Regions from separate parts of the Danio rerio genome. Here region 1 is linked to region 2. Evidence: chromatin contacts called from public Micro-C data. All regions are on one chromosome and are shown on one strand. Each heading gives the region's core, a stretch centred on a gene start, on an enhancer-like site or on the middle of the called end of the contact. The rest is flanking DNA. Distances are from core to core; before and after follow the strand shown. Region 1 holds the start of gpx1b (glutathione peroxidase 1b). Region 2 holds the start of parp3 (poly (ADP-ribose) polymerase family, member 3).

Region 1 (6,160 bases), core at 1,575-4,074, 290 kb after region 2:
GATAAGAACTGGAACTGATATTAGATGAAAAATAAAAAAAAAAGGAAGAAAATAAGCATTTACAAGTAAAATAAAACTCATTATTACAACTTATTACATAAAACCTTTTTAAATGTAATATCGGGATGAGTTCAAGTAAAATAAAAATAGTGCATTACTTAGTATCTTGCTGTGAAGTGGGTGCCGGCACACAAGGCAGTAGGCAGTTTCTGAATCTCTCTGGGTCTTCAATGTATGTTTCCAGCGCAGAAATAAACTCCTGAATTATCTAAAAAGACACAATTCAACAAGTAGGCACAAATAAAGCATCTTATATACCATTCTGCAGGATGTAAATAAAAACAATGGCCCCAGGGTTCACATTTTGTTATTTCTACAGCTTCCGGCAACCCAAAAAGAGCCACATATTGATAAATATTGTTGTATATATCACATATTGATAAATATATATGTTTTAACAGTAAGTTGTAAGTTATGATTGAACTGCCTCTTGTTACAGTTATGAAGTAGTTCAATAACAAGCAGTAAATGTTCATGGGTCAATAACAGGACCACATTGAAACGTGATATAATGGCGAGCTCCTCACATTGGGGAATCTGGGACTTTTTCGTAAACGCTGCTGGAGTCGCTTCTGGAAAATAACTTGGTCTACAGCTGTAAAAAATAAATAAATAAAAAAATAAAGATGTTAAAGATCTGTTGAGCATGTATGCATTCATTGTGATTCAACCTTTAGTGTATACACAATGCATATTTAATTTATCCTACCTATTTCATTAGCTGTACTGCCAGGTGTCAGAGTGACTCCTGATTCCTTCAGAAATTGAACAAAAACTGAGTCCTGGCAGGAGTCCTGAACTGAAGACTTTGTGGATCGCCCGCTGCTCTTGCTCTTTTTTGCTTCTGTATGAATCAAGACACATCAGAAAGTTCCAGAGATCTTTGTAATCCCACCCAATGACATTACCATTCCCATTATTTATTTTGGAAGTGGCGTCAGTGTGTACTTACTAGACACGTCAAGAGTGGGATCTTCATCCACTGTTACGGATGACCGCTTCTTCTTACGCATCATATTTCAGTTAGATCAGATGAAAATGCTAATGAACAGATGCTACACTGAGTTACCTGTTGGAGTAACAACAAATATGCGGATTTAAGTGGGTTATTTTAAATTTGAGGCACTGTGTACACTAATGACAGCATAATAATGACAGTACTAGTGCAGACAATCAATCCTATAATCATTCTCTGAGGACTGTAAACAATAATTAACGTAATTCGTGACAGACTGAGAAAGCAAGTGCTAAATTACACACCCGACGAACTCGACGCAATGACTGTATTTGAGTCAAAGTACTACCCTGATGTTTATCGTCGCGATGCTCACCTTTAACGTTTGTCGTGTAAATACTGTGTTAGTAAATGGTGATAAATTAAGGCTGAAGCTAAAAATGTGTTTTCGTGACAAGGCTGAAGGATCAGGATGTCGCAGAGCTTCCCGCGCCAGTGGTTCATGCAGTTTAGGGGTCGTGGTAAAATTCTCAGCAGAGTTCATAACCGTCGGATTCCGACTGCATAGGGATGATTTTTAATTAACTTTGAGGGAAAAAAATGTTGTGAGCAGATAAGTAAAGAATGTTAATCGATTTTTCTTGTTTCCTTAATCTAATCTGTTTGCATTATATATATTTTTTTAAATAGTAGAGGTAAATTTTTGTTTTTTCACTTTAATAAAGTTTAATAAAATTAATGGAGAATAACTATACTACTTATGTACGGAATATGCACCAATCGGAGTAAAATAAAAAGATTTCCTTTCACACAGGTAATGCAACAACAAGTAAATTTGCTAATTGCGGGTCCTTCATACATGTCTCCCTTTTTGCATAATTATTTAAAGTTTTAGGACCAAAAAAGTTTCTATAAAATTTCATTATGTTTTCAAAGATAAAATATTATAAGAAAAACGTTAATTGTTTTTTCATCTACCTTTGTGCCTCTGCCATGTATGTATGTATGTATGTATGTATGTATGTATGTATGTATGTATGTATGTATGTATGTATGTATGTATGTATGTATGTCCTGGTCCTCCAGGTTGGGGATTGAGTGTTGGGCCTCATAAAACGAAAAACACAACATGGTGCAGCTAAACATCAACTTCTATATAAAATGGCCCTGAGAGTAAGTATATACGTGTATATATATATATATATATATATATATATATATATATATATATATATATATATATATATATATACGTGTGTGTGTGTGTGTTTATTCATTCATTTTCTTTTCGGCTTAGTCCCTTTATTAATCCAGGGTCGCCACAGAGGAATGAACCGCCAACTTATCCAGCACATGTTTTACACAGCGGTTGCGCTTCCAGCCACAACCCATCATTGTAATATATTATAATATAGGGCGACATGGTGGCGCAGTGGGTAGCACGCTCGCCACACAGAAGAAGGTCGCTGATTCAATCCTCGGCTGGATCAGTTGGCATTTCTGTGTGGAGTTTGCATGTTCGTGTGGGTTTCCTCCGGGTGCTCTGGTTTGCCCCACAAGCCCAAAGATACAGGTACATGTGAATTGGGTGTGCTAAAATTGACCGTAGGGAATGAGTGTGTGTTTATATAATAAAACAAGTCATCAGGCCAAAAGACAAGATTTCGTTTTCAAATTTAAAACCGTAAACGGGAGTTTGTTAATGCTCCCTAACTTTCTATGGGCGTGTATTAAAGTAGGCGTGGAATGTGTTGTGACTCGGTCGCCCCGCCCACAGCTCACAATTTAATACTAGTGTCATTTTTCTAAATCCACAGTTACCTGCGAGACAAGGAGGAAACAGAAGGAATCATGGCTGGAATTAAATCATTTTACGACATCACAGCCAAAACTCTTACAGGAGAGGAGTTCAAGTTCTCTTCTTTACAAGGCAAGGTGGTGCTGATCGAGAATGTGGCTTCGCTCTGAGGAACCACCAGCCGGGATTACACTCAGATGAACGAGCTGCACGAGCGCTTCGCGGAGAAGGGGCTCGTGGTTCTGGGTGTTCCCTGCAACCAGTTCGGCTATCAGGTGAGATTCCTGATAGAGCCCTTCAGAACAAGTGTCTGTCTGTCTGTGGCGCACTTCAGCTCTCACCTTGCCATCCTGCTCAACACCTGCTTTACTGTATGCTGGTTCATCTCTAGCCTATTTTAATCAGTCATCGGTTTTAATAAAACCTTTATTGATCATTATTGGGTTGATCTTAAACTATGATTTTGCTTACATTTTATATTTGCACCTAATTGTTTTCATTGATTAAAATTTCTAGTAAATTTAAAAAAGCAACGTTTGGAAAACTTTATTGTAATAAGACTTACTCCTACTCCGTTTAATTAGTTTTATAATTAAAACAAAAAGGTTCTTCTCCTCCTCCTTCTAGTACTACCACCACGACTAGTAGTAATAATAACAATATGCTAATTTTAAATTATACATTGAGAACAATCATGCTCAGCAACGACTGCATACACTTGAAGGCATTCCGATTGCAATGAATAGGGGATGAGGAATGGAAAAGTATTTAGTCAAACTCAATAGAATGGGCTTGGCAAATAATAATAATGTTTGTTGGAAATGTCAAAAAGACAGAGGTGTATTTATTCATTGTATTTGGGACTGTTTACTAGTTCAGCCTTTTTGGCACCAAATCCTAAATATTATGAGTAAATGGCTTGGAACAATAATGTATTAATACCACTGTATTAATACCACAGTAATGCCACTGTCACCAAGGTTATGCTTACTGGGAGGTAGGGAACCAAATATTACAAAAAGAAAGTTCACAGTAATCATGGTGAGGATTTAGGTAACGGCTAGAGCCATTTAGAAATACTGGAAAACTCCCAAAATTCTAAAGTTAAAAAAATGGCTCAATATAACGACTAAAACAGCTTTGTATGAACGTTTAATACAAATGACGCAAAAAGGACAATGTATCCCAGTGTGGGAGGACTTTTTGGTCTTATGCGATGATGTCTTGTAACAGGTTTTCTTTATAATATTGTACTTTTGTCCATATTAACCACTGGATACATCCTGGCTTTACATTTGTGATCATTCAGTGTTATATGTATTTGTATTTTTTCATTTACCAGAAAACAATTTTTAAAAATTTGAATTAAAAAAAGTACATTGACAACCTGACTGAAACAATGTTCAGTGAAAATTATTAGTAAGTCCCTTAAATACTGAATTAAGCATAAAATATAGAAGCAAGAAGTTAATATTTAACAACAAAAAAAAAAACACCCACAAACTAAAAGCATGTAATAAACTTTAAATAAGATACATTAAGCTAAAATAACTAAAATTAGGCCAATTTTCATAAACAACTAGTTTAATTAAACAAAACATTGCAAACTGATGAAAATGAAAAAATGGACAAGGACTAAATTAGGCTACAAGTTACACAAAAAAGTATAATAAATTATAAATGCAAACTGACCAATAAATATAAACAAATTTAAACTTAAAAGAAAAATGATTTAAGTGCATGTTTTTCAACACATCCCATAATTTCTAATATATCAACCTCCACCAACTGGTATATATGTTGGTTTATGGTAAAAGTTCCTGAATTATTCCATATACTTTGGAAAATATGAAGTGTAAGACCAATTTATTTGAACAAATATTCAAAATAAATCATTTTTAAGTATCTTTTTTTTAGTGTTCCATAAAATATTTCAGATTCTCATTGAACATGTCTTCTTGTTTTTGTTGTTTACAATAAAACCAAAATCAAGTGTAGTAGTGCAACAGGATTATGTTTGCTTGATTTTTTGTAAACCAACAATGCTGTGTGTGTAAACCATTATGTAAAACAGTCAAAACATGGTCAACCATTTGGTAGAGCAGGAAGTTGAAGGCTTAAGTGGTTTCATTCTAAGATAAAATAATGATTTCCTTTCCTTTTTCAATCAAAAATATTTTAAGACAGAATGACTAATGACTCAATGTGTAGGCCTATCTATTTACTAATATATAATAATCACATTTATTGCAGAGTATTACCAAAATAACTTAAATGTTTTTTTTTTTCTAATTCCATCACCAATCCGTCTTTGTTTTAGGAAAACTGCACAAATGAAGAGATCCTTTTGTCCTTGAAGTACGTCCGTCCTGGCAATGGCTATGAGCCCAAATTCCAGCTCTTGGAGAAAGTGGACGTGAACGGGAAAAACGCTCACCCGCTCTTCACCTTCCTCAAGGAGAAGCTTCCCTTCCCAAGCGATGAGCCAATGCCGTTCATGAGCGACCCCAAATTTATTATCTGGAGTCCCGTATGCAGAAATGACATCGCCTGGAACTTCGAGAAGTTTCTGATCGGGTCTGACGGAGTCCCGTTCAAGCGCTACAGCCGGAGATTCCTGACCAGCGGCATCGACGGAGACATCAAGAAGCTCCTCAGCATCCCAAAATAACAGGGTTTTGGGGTCTAACCGATGTCCCGTTCTTGCTTAGCATAGCATGCGTCGGTCTCCCTGGCAGGTTTGTGCTCTCATATGTGTAAACGTTGCTGAGTTTGGACTTTTACTTCATGAAGATGCTCCTGTAAACATGCTTGTCTGTCGGGAGCAGCTGATGCCCTGCAAAAGTCCAGGCTGAACAGCTTCATTTAGTTATTGTGTGGCACAACATGCACTTTTAACCAATAAATTTGTAAGTTTTCTACCTAAGTCTCTTACTTTTCCTCATTCAAATCTTTTGGTTAAGCTTTAGCTACACTAGAATCTACAGTAACTTACTGTAAATCAGTTACAGCAAACACACTGTATTTACATTTACAGCAGCATTTATCTCACTGTACATGTATTAACTGTTATATGTATATACGGATCGTATATCTTTACTGTAAAATATACAGTAATTTTGAGTGCAACTTTAAAATACTGTAACATGCTGCATAACTGTCCTATAGTAAAAAAAAAAAAATCATATTACAGTTAAATACTGTGTCATTTACAAAAACATCGTTAACAGTGTAGCGAGGGAGGACATGAAAACAGACTTGGGGTTTTGTGTAACATGGCACTGATCATCAAGTGTGTTGAAGAGGTTCATGTTGCATTAATGAGCTCCAGTGGAAACTGATCTCTG
Region 2 (5,543 bases), core at 180-2,679:
CAAAAAATTCCCCCACACCATTACACCACACCACCACTAGCCTGAATCGTTGATACAAGGTAGGACGGATCCATGCTTTCATGTTGCTGACACCAAATTCTGACTTTACCATCTGAATGTTGCAGCAGAAATCGAGACTCAACAGACCAAGCAATGTTTTTCCAACCTTCTATTGTCCAATTTTGGTGACTGTGCGAATTGTAGGCTCAGTTTCCTGTTCAGTTTCCACTCCTGTTCCTTAGCTGACAGGAGTGGCACCTGGTGTGGTCCTCTGCTGCTGTAGCCCATCCGCCTTATGGTTGGATGTGTTGTGCATTCAGAGATGCTCTTTTTCATACCTCGGTTGTAACAAGTGGTTATTTGAGTGCCTTTTTATCAGCTTGAACAAGTCAGCTTGAACCATTCTCCTCTGACCTCTGGCATCATCAAGGCATTTGCGCCCACAAAACCGCCGCTTACTGGATATTTTCTCTTTGTCAGACCATTCTCTTTAAACCCTAGAGATGGTTGTGCATGAAAATCCCAGTAGATCAGCAGTTTCGGAAATACTTAGACCAGCCCGTCTGGCACCAAAAACCATGCCTTGTTTAAAGTCACTAATATCACCTTTCTTCCCCATTCTGATGCTCGGTTTGAACTGCAGCAGATCGTCTTGACCATGTGTAAATGCCTAAATGCAGTGAGTTGCTTCCATGTGCTTGTCTGATTGGAACTTTGCGTTAACAAGCAGTTGGACAGATGTACCTTAAAAAGTGGCCGGTGAGTGTAGAACCTCACTGCATCTAAAGTATTTTTTTTTTTACTTTTAAATTGTCAGTAGACATTAACTTGAATATTATGAATCTAACAACCACACTTACAGCTAAAACTACTAACGTTAAATAGTGTTCTGCTGAAACAGTCACATCTTGCATGCTCTAATGGTATTTAAACTAACAGCAAACCTTGATTTCAATGTGAACCTTGATGTGAACTAACACCAAATCACCACAGCACTGCTGGGACATGTGGAGACATGCCGGATTTACAGTAAGTGACGTGGATGCTCCTGGCAGCCTATCAGCTTATCTGCACTGCAAATTCGTTTATAGAAACCACGGGGGTGTGTCTATTCAACGAGAGAGCATTTATTAACTGACCAAATATGTTTAGGATTTCATGCCATATGACAAACGTCAAGTGTTTACAATCGCAGCGTGACAATGTTTTGCGTTTAGTGTAACAGGCGTGCGATTAAAATGGGTTCTTGACGCATACTGGCATTTTCAGCTTCACGTGTAACTATCGAAATGTATATAGTAAAAGCAACGTCGCCGATAAATATGATTCGATATTTTATAACCAGTCGGATAAAAAGGCACTGACCTGATACTGGCGGTACAGGGAAAGTTTGCAGATTCACTCTCACTGTTCGACACTGTCTGCAGACTGAACTTCCGTGTTTCCGACAGTGTACGTCACAATCACACTCCTCCCTACGTTACTGTAGCTTACTACAACATACAACAATTGCCACCGGACTAAACTTTAAGTTAATACTAGATAGGCTATATAATTTACAGTTTGAGTTATATATAATAATAATTATACATATTACCATAGGCTATATTAATTTATATTAACAACGTTATAAACGTTAAAAAAAACTATTTATTCAATATTCATTTTCCTCAAATACTCAGATTCTCTGTGTGACAAATTATATTTTATATATGCATATATATATATATATATATATATATATATATATATATATATATATATATATATATATATATATATATATATACATACATACATACATACATACATACATACATATATATATTTTTCAAGACACTTCTATACAGCTTAAAGTGACATTTAAAGGCTTAACTAGGTTAAAAAGGTGAACTAGGCAGGTTAGGGTAATTAGGCAAGTTATTCTATAACAATGGTTTGTTCTGTAGACTATCGAAGAAAAATAGCTTAAAGGGGCTAATAATTTAATAATAATAATTATCCATGTTGTTGGCAAACCAGGCACCATTTCTGTCCAACCTTCATTCATTTTCTTTTCAGCTTAATCCCTTTATTAATCAGGGGTTGCCATAGCGGAATGAACTACCAACTTATCCAGCAAATGTTTTACACAACGGATTCCCCTCCATCTGCAACCCATCACTGAGAAACACCCATACACACCTAATTACACACACACACTCCGGACAATTTTTGGCTTACCCAATTCACCTATACCACATGTCTTTGGACTTGTGGGGGAAACCGGAGCACTAAGGAAACCCAAGCGAACACAGGGCGAACATACTCCACACAGAAATGACAACTGACCCAGCCGAGGCCCGAACCAATGACCTTCTTGCTGTGAGGTGACAGCACTACCCACTGCACCGCCCTTTGCCAAATCTTTTATTGTCTAATTTTAGGGAACCCTTTGTGATTTGTGGCCTCAGTTTGGTGTTCATGTCTGACAGTAGTGTCACATGTGTCTCTTTTGCTGCTGTAGCTCATCTGCTTTATAAATGTATTGTTCAGTCTGCAGGTGTCAGCTGTTGTAATAAGTGTTTACTGTATGTGAGTTTCTGTCATGCCACTCTTTCTTTTAGCCCATATGGCCATCCTTCTCTAGCATCAACAAGGCATTTTTGTCCAGAGAGCTGGTGTACGTACTATATTTTCTATTTTTCAAACTATTCTTTGTAAACCCTGGAAATGTAAAAATGCAAATAGATTGTTAGTTTCTGAATACTCAGACCAGTCTGTCTGGCAACATCCATGCCACCTGGGTTAAACTTTAGTATCATCTTGATCATGCTTTACCTAATTGCATTGACTTTATGCACTTTACATTAATGTTAAACTGGTGTATACCTAATGATAAGTATGCATTTGTAGAAGTGAACTCAGTACCATCTAACTTCTGAGATTTTTCTGTAGATGCTGCTTAAATCTGTTAAAACCATAGACTGTAAAAAATAAAAAAATAAAAAAACACTATAAAAGTAGCATATAAAATGGAGAATTCAGCAGCACAGGAAACAACAGACCTGTCACAAATTATAAAATCGCTCATAAAAAAATAGAATTACTGCAGATAAAAGCATCACAAAAAATATTTTATAAACTTGACAAGAAAATCTCCAGTTTCACCACTAGTGATGAGTGTATATATCAATAACCCTTTTGTAACACTGTTCAGCCAGTGATAGGCTGCATATGTGGATATTGTGATTATGAAGGATATAAATATTAAATTTATAACATAAGTAGTAAGTAGATAATGTAATGAAATGTTATAACAATGAAATTCGAGGCACAATGTATTAGCCTTACCAACTTGATGTAATGAGCCCCTACATCCTCTAGATGGGGATAATGTACAAGGTTTACTATGTGCAGACCCATTGGTGCAGACATCAAAGGAAGTGTGTGGATAATATAATATAATATAATATAATATAATATAATATAATATAATATAATATAATATAATATAATATAATATAATATAATATAATATAATATAATATAATATAATATAATATAATATAATATAATATAATAAAGACAGTAAATCAACCACAAAGCTTGAATTCATAAAAAACACATTTTATTTACATAAATTACAAGAAAGCACAAACCAGAATCACCAGAAATCTACATTAAAAACATCTCGTATATAATACTTTAAACAGATTTACTATATTTTAACTCCATATCTCAAACAATACTTTATTATGGTTTCCATAAAAAGAATGGGTATACAGAGTTTAAACTGGCATCCCACTGATATGATCTAACTAGTCAGATAGAGAAAGAGTAAGAGAAAGAGAAACAAATGGGATATTGTACTCACAGCACGTTGAGAACAACATAACAGGCTTTATTCTTTATCCAGAATAGCCTTCTCAACATTAGCAAACACTTGATTTCATGACTAGTGAAGATAGGATTTATCAGTAAATCGCATTTGGCAAACAAACAGGAATCCTGTTTCTCAGAGTGAAGATGTTGTTGAGTCCACTACCTCTCTGCCATTACATACTGTAGGCACAATGTTGGAGGCCGAGGCTGGAAAGACACAATAGAAATAATATTAACTCGGGCTCATTCTGATTACGTAGCCTTTTATACATTTCTGGGGAGCGCCAAATATGTCTCAGGAGATAATTTTTTTGCAATATTTGTTTCCGCAACTTCACCAGAGGCCACTGTGTGTGCTTTTTCAGATCTCAAATTTGCCATTTGTGGCTGCTGTTCTAGTGTAAATCCACCAGAGGCCTCTGTCGACTAATTGACCGAGCGACTGACCCCGCCACCCACCCCCTTCCATATACCCAACCAACAGTGTTTTCAAAAACAATCCATGAAAAGAAAAGCCCTCACGGCAGCCTGATTTTTACCATCTTTTCAGATTTGACCAAATTCTCACCCTGGTATTTACTTGTTTATTTTATTGTTTGCCTTTTGTTTTTGCCTTATGTGCTTTCTGGAACCATTCTTCGCCAGACTTGAACCACGTCTTCACGGTCAACTCTGCGTCTCAAATCCTCCAATTTACGCAGTGAGCCACTGTACAAACTGGTAACAGCAAAAAAAAAAAAAAAAACATCCATATGGAGGTAAGCAGTCAGCTGGTTGCATGAAAAGGATTAGCATCATACTGCCCCGTTGCGTTCGTTTTAAAGATGAAATGCAGCCATACGTACTTCTGGTTACATAATTCGCGATCTCCAGAAATGTATATAGGGCTACGTTTTCAGAATGAGCCTATGTTGCAACATACAGTAGAAATATGCAAATCAAGGTATTGCTAAGCATCTGGATATGGTGTCTGATAAAAAGAAATCACTCATGCATGCATACTCAAACACCCATTTAATGTTCTAATGATTTTAGCAATTATTATTGCTGCAATAAAAATAAGAAAAAATAACTGAGGTGTACATCTTTAATCAGAGCTACAATATTATATCATTTAAAATATTCAGCTATTACTTTCACATTAAATTATTAAGAATGCTATTTTTTGACCTGTTGATTCCCTTATGCAGTACTCTGCATATATGAGTACACCCCTCACAAATCTTAAAAATATATATTTTTAATAGGAAGCTATACAATATTGTATTTGTGCATATACATTAAATTAGTCAGCACTGTAGCCAAATCTGGTGTTTATCCAAAGAAATAACTTATGATAACAGTCCAAAAACTAGTACACCTTATAGAAAAAAATAATTATATAAGAAAAACCTTAAAAAAAGAGGAAAAATCAAAAGAAGTAAAAATATGAAAAATGAAGTTTAATTTATATTTGCTATATTTTGCTTGAATTTAATTGTGTCATCTTTCCATTTTTAAATATGTTTGGTGACTAAAATATTATTTTAATAAATGTTTCTGTTTACAGTTTTTCTCAGTCGCTTTGGTGCGTTTCTCACAACACTAGTGCATTTCTGCAAAACAGTTAATGTATTTCTCAAAACAATTAGTACAAACTGCTAAACCTAGTTGATAACCTGCACGTCACTTGCTCAAAA

Evidence for each region. Hi-C and Micro-C count contacts between places; a contact is called where the count stands out from the background.
Region 1: a Micro-C map of caudal fin shows a contact between it and region 2, with 4 times the contacts expected there. The contact joins the promoter of gpx1b here to the promoter of parp3 in region 2. A contact is called at or near these places in 2 of 18 Hi-C or Micro-C datasets (caudal fin and an unstated tissue) and 1 of 4 datasets of contacts at active chromatin or transcription factors (embryo).

Annotation. Positions count from the first base shown.
Region 1 is chr6:44,885,216-44,891,375 of GRCz12tu, forward strand. gpx1b (glutathione peroxidase 1b) reads left to right here and starts at 2,825. Exons shown (of 2, transcript NM_001004634.2): 1 at 2,825-3,088; 2 at 5,134-5,739. The coding sequence starts at 2,867. The coding sequence ends at 5,484. fancd2 (FA complementation group D2) reads right to left here and starts at 1,512. Exons shown (of 45, transcript NM_201341.1): 1 at 1,392-1,512; 2 at 1,013-1,129; 3 at 770-904; 4 at 588-655; 5 at 159-268; 6 at 1-14. The coding sequence starts at 1,076.
Region 2 is chr6:44,596,625-44,602,167 of GRCz12tu, forward strand. It overlaps parp3 (poly (ADP-ribose) polymerase family, member 3), which reads right to left and starts at 1,430. Exons shown (of 11, transcript NM_200501.1): 1 at 1,366-1,430. It overlaps grm2a (glutamate receptor, metabotropic 2a), which reads right to left. Exons shown (of 5, transcript NM_001302225.1): 5 at 3,973-4,071. The coding sequence ends at 3,998.